2 separate regions of the Mus musculus genome follow, and region 2 is linked to region 1. A link is a contact called in public Hi-C data. All regions are on one chromosome and are shown on one strand. Each heading gives the region's core, a stretch centred on a gene start, on an enhancer-like site or on the middle of the called end of the contact. The rest is flanking DNA. Distances are from core to core; before and after follow the strand shown.

What was found. A called contact is a pair of places that touch in the nucleus more often than the background predicts.
Region 2: a contact with region 1 is called in a Hi-C map of cerebral cortex, with 3 times the contacts expected there. The contact joins the enhancer-like site here to the promoter of Adgrb3 in region 1. A contact is called at or near these places in 5 of 484 Hi-C or Micro-C datasets (cerebellar granule neurons, cerebellum, cerebral cortex and 1 more).

The regions. Positions count from the first base shown.
Region 1 is chr1:25,828,089-25,831,116 of GRCm38.p6, forward strand. It overlaps Adgrb3 (adhesion G protein-coupled receptor B3), which reads right to left and starts at 1,619. Exons shown (of 31, transcript NM_175642.4): 1 at 1,374-1,619. It overlaps Gm9884 (predicted gene 9884), which reads left to right and starts at 2,342. Exons shown (of 2, transcript NR_169046.1): 1 at 2,342-2,953.
Region 2 is chr1:30,587,317-30,590,145 of GRCm38.p6, forward strand. No RefSeq gene overlaps it. Among named protein-coding and RNA genes, the nearest start is that of Gm31581, 86 kb to the left of the region's middle. Within about 2 kb of position 1,280, at least 10 of the 459 cell types and tissues checked have an H3K27ac peak or open chromatin away from gene starts, as enhancers often do. A contact at or near this core is called in cerebral cortex, where this site is marked.

The DNA of each region.
Region 1 (3,028 bases), core at 369-2,868:
ATACACAGAGACAGACAGACAGACAGACATAGAGACTGTTAAGAGTTTTCATGCCTTCTCTGTCTGGTCTTTGAACTAAAGCATACAACCTTCTTCTTTGCCATTGCATAACACAGCAACACATGCACTCCCAATCCAGTGACCAAAGTCCCTGAACAGATCTGCATTTCACAGAGTATGATTCAAACACTATGTCTTGACAGAGGCCAAAACAGCCCCAACTGTAAATCTCTACACAACAGCAGTTTAAAATAAACCCAGAGCTGATAGGACTATCAGAATAGCGTTTTCTCTTCCAAACACACAGCTCACTGAGTAATGCCTTTTCCAGTTGAAAATAAGTAAATAAATAAATAAATAAAGGTAATGATATTTTAGAGGTTACGTGTGTTTAAAAAAAATGGGAACAGTCTCGTGTGTGTGTGTGTGTGTGTGTGTGTGTGTGTGCACGCTGTAGCACTTTGCAGGCAATGCAGGTCTGCGCAGTGTTCTTCAGGATAGAGTGTAGGCGTTGAAAGCCGATGTGACAGTAAGTGTCTAAATTAGGAATTCCAACCATGAAAGGGGGCTTCATTTTATAATCAGGAACTCAAAAGGAGGTCGTATTTCTTTTCCTTATTAAAAAAAAAATCGGTATTTCTGCTTCCATTTATTTGGCAGTGGATGTCTGCAATAGTGTGCTTATCAGTGATTAGAAGAGAAGGGAAGAGCTGATTTCACATCTCTCTTCCACCCTTCATGTAACGCTCTTTATTTTTAACCATTCTTGGGGTACGAAGTCTTGTTTGTTTCTATATAATAAGAAATATGAATCATTGAACTGCCCCCACCCCCACTGCAGGCCCTGTTCAAACAACCGTATATCTGTCTAAGGAAAAATAAGGGCCAGAGGTTGCCTAAGGGATGGTCACTGAGGGCTCCAGAATGTTGTATTTATTTATTTATTTATTTGGCTCTTTCTGAGAGGCAAACCAGCACTGAGTTTAGCTATTCTCAAACTGATCTTCTGGGTGACACTTTAGTTTAGCCGAACATAGACGGCGCCATCACTCCACTGATTTTTTCCCCCAACAGAAGACCCAATCCTACTCTATCCTAACTTCCTTTTAACCTACCCCCCTCCGCCCCCGCTAAAATTACCTCAATCACGCACGAGTTGCTAGATTTTCTGGGTCTCTCTCCCTATTCCTTCCCATCCAGCACACCTCTTCAAAAACAGACTTCTCTTAACTTTTCAACTGCGGCGTTTTAGTAAGCTCAGAATCTTGCCATCCGCCAGCAACAGCCTTGACTTCCATCCCCCCAAACTGAGCCCAAGTCTCTCCGGGCGACCCCCCAGAAGACAGAGGTGACCCTTAGGCCCCTTTCCTTACCTTCCACTCCGAAAGCTCCGGGAGGCTCTTGATCTAAGACACCAGAACAGGCACACGTCCCAACAACAGTGATGGAGAGACTCCCCTTCGGTCCCAATCACCGTTGCCCATTTTTCCCCCCGGTTCAGCTTCAAATATTAAGATTTATGATTGGAAAAAAAATAATGCATGCAAACGAAAGGCAGAGGGAAAAAAAGGAAAAAAAAATAATAGGGGGGGGGGCGGTGGTATCCAGCGGCCAGAGCCTTGCGCCTTATCCAAGTGAATGAAGCCTTCAAAGGAGAGGCGGGGAGAGGCCCCCTGAAGGGAGACTCCACAGAAACACCAAACAGAAAAATGGAAGTGGATAAAGAGCGCAGATGTGTTTTCCCAAACCCACCCCCCCGCAACAAACGGATTGGCCAAGAAGCCAAAAAAGCGCTGAGAAGTGGCCGGCGGCGCTGGCTGGGGCGGCGTGTTGGGCGGTGGGCTGGTGGCAGGAGTGCTCCCGGCCGGTGGCGAGGCTGGAGCAGGAGCCGTTTGCTTGCTTGGTGCGCCCTCCTCCCCGGCCCTCCTCCCTGCCAGGTACTGATGGACGGAGCGCGGCTGAGGAGCTGGGGGTAAAATCCTGGGCTGGCGACGTCGGGAAGCTGTTTGAATGCCGGGCGAGGAGGGAGGCGCGCGAGGGCACGAGATAGTAAAGCTGTGTGGCGGGCGTGCGCGCCGGCGCGCGGCGCTCGCTCTCCCCGGGCTGCGCGCGAAGGGGGCCCGCGCGTTCCTCGGCGCGCACCCGCCGCTGGGCAACCCTCCCGCGCGCGTGCTCGTGGGTGCGCGCGTCCCCGGCGGAGCGCTGCGCCCGGACCAGAGTCCGGCCTCCCCCGCGGCGGGCGAGCTGGCGGGCGGGCGAGCGGGCGAGCGGGCGAGCGGGCGGGAGGGAGGACGGGCGCGGGAGCGAGGCGGGCGGGCGGGCGGGCGGGCGCGGGCTCCTCGGGGCTCTAGCCGAGCCCGCGCCCTGCTACTCAAACCCAAACACGTCTGGAAAACCGATCTTTTCTGCGCCTGGGAGGTTTTCGCATCCTCAGTTCCCACCGCTGAGGCTGGTCGCCACCAAGTGTAGGAGAAAGTCCCCAGGAGGAGAGGCAGGGGGGCGCGGAGACGGGAAGGCGACATGGAGGGGTAGGAAGTAAACGCTGGACTCGATCATCTGTCTGCTGCCATTCAGAGCGGACCTGCCGCAGCGGGAGAGCTGTCATTTCAGCACCGGGATTTAGCCTTGATCCAGTCTGCAGCTGAGGGGCCACAACTCAGCTCCCACTGCTCTTTGCCTCAGGCTGGAGGCTGGAACTATAGTTGTTCAGTTTTTTTGTTTTGTTTTGTTTTGTTTTTTGTTTTTAAAATCACAGCCAGACTGCAATTAACAGCTTATTTGTTCTGTCACGAAAGAGGCTTTGCCAGGACCACTGAGCAGGCTACCGAGGTCAGGCGTCCTGAGCTGCTCTCAGCATGGCGTTGGGACAATAGTGCGGGTTCTAAACTTTTGATTCGTTCTGGCTTCTTAATGCATTTATTCCTTGTCAAGTTTCCCCTCGTAGGAAGTTCGGGTAAGTGATGGGAAGAAATGAAGAAAAGCTACCTTTGTTGTCCGTTGAGAAGGGGGATAAGGAAGATAAATTTCT
Region 2 (2,829 bases), core at 30-2,529, 4.8 Mb after region 1:
CATTGATTATGTCAACCCCAGGGGGATATAATCAGAGATTCCCTCCCGTTGGATTGGATGACAACTGTTTCCAAAAACCAAACAAAATGATTTTGGAAAGCAAAGCATTTACTTTATATCAGCTTGAACCCACACAGGAATCCAAATTCAACTCATAAGCCCCAAGAGACATTCTGCCATTTTGGTTTTAGACGGGATGAAATGTTAAGGAGACCTATGAGACCATTGCCACACCACATCACAGAAGATTAGGGACACTCTTCTACACACAGGGAAGGGTATTAACAAGGTGCTGAGAGGATCCTGAGGAGATCTAAGGCTGAGATGGAGATGCCTGACAGGAGCTGTTGCCAGAGAGCCCTTGGTATCTTCCAAGAACTTCTCTTCCCTCCACCTTCCCAACCTGCCACAGGGGTTTCTGGTTAACTAAACCGCCCAGGCTCCCCAGGAAAGGAATGGTGAAGTGTGGGGCTATGAAAGGCAGCCTAATTTAGTTGAATGAGGCTTGCTCCTGCGACCCAGTAAAGAACTCTACAAGGGACAGAAAAGTGTGCCACGTTCCCAAAGCCAGGTGCCTGACACCACAGACCCCCCAACTCCATAATTCTGTGACTATAAATCACGCAGGCAGACAGTGTCCCAAGCTTCTGGCATTCTGGCTAGACTCTACCCCTACAGTTACCTGACTATAGCCAGTTATGCTCCTCCCCACAATTATCTTATAGCCCAGGCAACTATAAAAGGGGCTGCTGGGCCCCTCCTCACTCTCTTTAAACTCTCACCTTTCTTACTCTCTAGCCTTCCTTCTCCCTCTCCCTTCCCCGCCTCTCTCCATGTGGCCAAGGCCGGTCTCTCTCTCTACTTTCTCTCCTTTCTCCCTGCCTTTCTACAATAAAGCTCTAAAATCACATACTGTCTCTGTTCATCGAGGCCTGCCATGCTTGAACGATGGGATAGGTTTTCCCCTAATGTGTAACCTCCCACCGGAAGGTCTTCCTGCCCTCCAGCCACCGACCAGACCAAGGACTCTCGCCCTCATGGGAACCACCTAGTGGACCCTCTCCCCCTGCCCTCTCCTCCCTTTGGCTCTGAGGCTGACCAAGCCGCTCCCAGGGCCCCCATTTGTTCTCAGCTCTTCCGCAGTATCCAGAGCAGGATGCCCAAGGCTGAGAATCTGTTGCCTTGGACTGCTTCCCACAACCAGACATCCATCCAGGGCCATGTTGAAAGCATGTGGCAGTCTTCCATGTCCACCTACTCAGAGCACTGGAAATCTGGCGGGACATAGGTTTTCTCCCACTCCCTTTATTCCCTGGCACCCAACAGCAAAGGTTGTCCTCTGAGACACAACCCAGGACAGAAAGGAGAGGAACTGACCTGAATGTCTGGGGAGGGAAAATAAATCACACACAACCTTTTTTTTTTTTAACAGATGAGATTTCCTTTGATTAAAAATTAAAAAAATGTTTGTGAATACTACTTCTCAGACTTCTGGTAATTCCTCATGTTGCTAAAGTTAAAAGTAATTTTATACATGTAGGCTAGATAAATAAATGCCTAGACTTTCCTTCAAATTGTTGAGTACAGAATGAAACAAATGCAAGATTGCCTGGGGAGTCTACCAATCAACAATGACATCCAGTTGATGTGCCCCGTTTGTACAACATCCAGCATCCAGGAGTGCGTAAGGATGTAGATAAGTGACCATTGATTTCACTGCAAGGCAGCTGTCCCATCACCATCTGTGTCTTGCTAAATAAAGTCCACAAGGCTGGGGCAGCACACACAGAGTAACGGGAAACATATGGTGAGATCCACCAGCTCATTAGGAGGATGGCTAAAGTACACAGTCCATCCCAGTAGTGAGAGGAAAGACTGGGGCAAGTGCTGCAGCTGACTGTCTTCAGGAGTTTCTTCCCCTGGGATGCCAGGACAGAATCCTAACAAGTAAGTCACTGTGCCCACCCCAACTCACCTAAGATTAAATTAAGTATATGTCCCATTTTAACAAAATTGCATACCTCCTCCCCAGACTCTCTTGTCTGTCTTTCGGCATCAGAAAAGATAAAAAACAAATGATAACATGAAGTATATACAAACGGAACTACAGATTAAATTTTTATCCAGTTTGAAAAAAGATGTCTTTCTGTCTGTCTCTCAGTAAAATCTGAATCAAGATATTCTGGTCCTTTGTATTTCAACTAAAACAATCTCCCAAAAAGTAACAAAAACCAGCCAAGAGATCTGGAGGAACCTTGGAGCACCTGTATTTGGTCCCAAGCATCCATGTTTAAAAGCCCATTTAGCAAGGAGCAGCCGGAATTCTGGTGCCGCAGAGGCAGACACAGGCAGATCCTAGGGCCTTGCTGGCTCCAGGTTTCATGAGAGGCAAGCTCTCTAGAAATTAAAGTGATAGGTTACTAAAGAAGAGGACCATCTTTGACCTCAGGGTCTCAACATGTACACACATACACACACATACACACACACACACACACACACACCACATCTATTCCTTGTTTCCTTACTTCTTCCTTCCTTCCAAGTCTCCTTACACTTTCTATGAGCATGTCCCTTCTATTCCTCCACACTACTGTCTCCTTATCACACCCCCAACACTACTGGCACCTCCCTCCAGAACCATAGAGAAGCCATGCCTTTCTCAGATCTTTCTCCCCCAGATTCACTTGCTGCCCTTCCTCTAACATCCTTTCATTAAAAAATCAGCCCAGAGCACAGCTTTGAAAAAAAATGTAGCCCCCTAAGGTTAAATGTAGTCCTAGCCCTGATGGTCCTCAATTAAAGATCAATGTACAGCTGGCCTAAGGT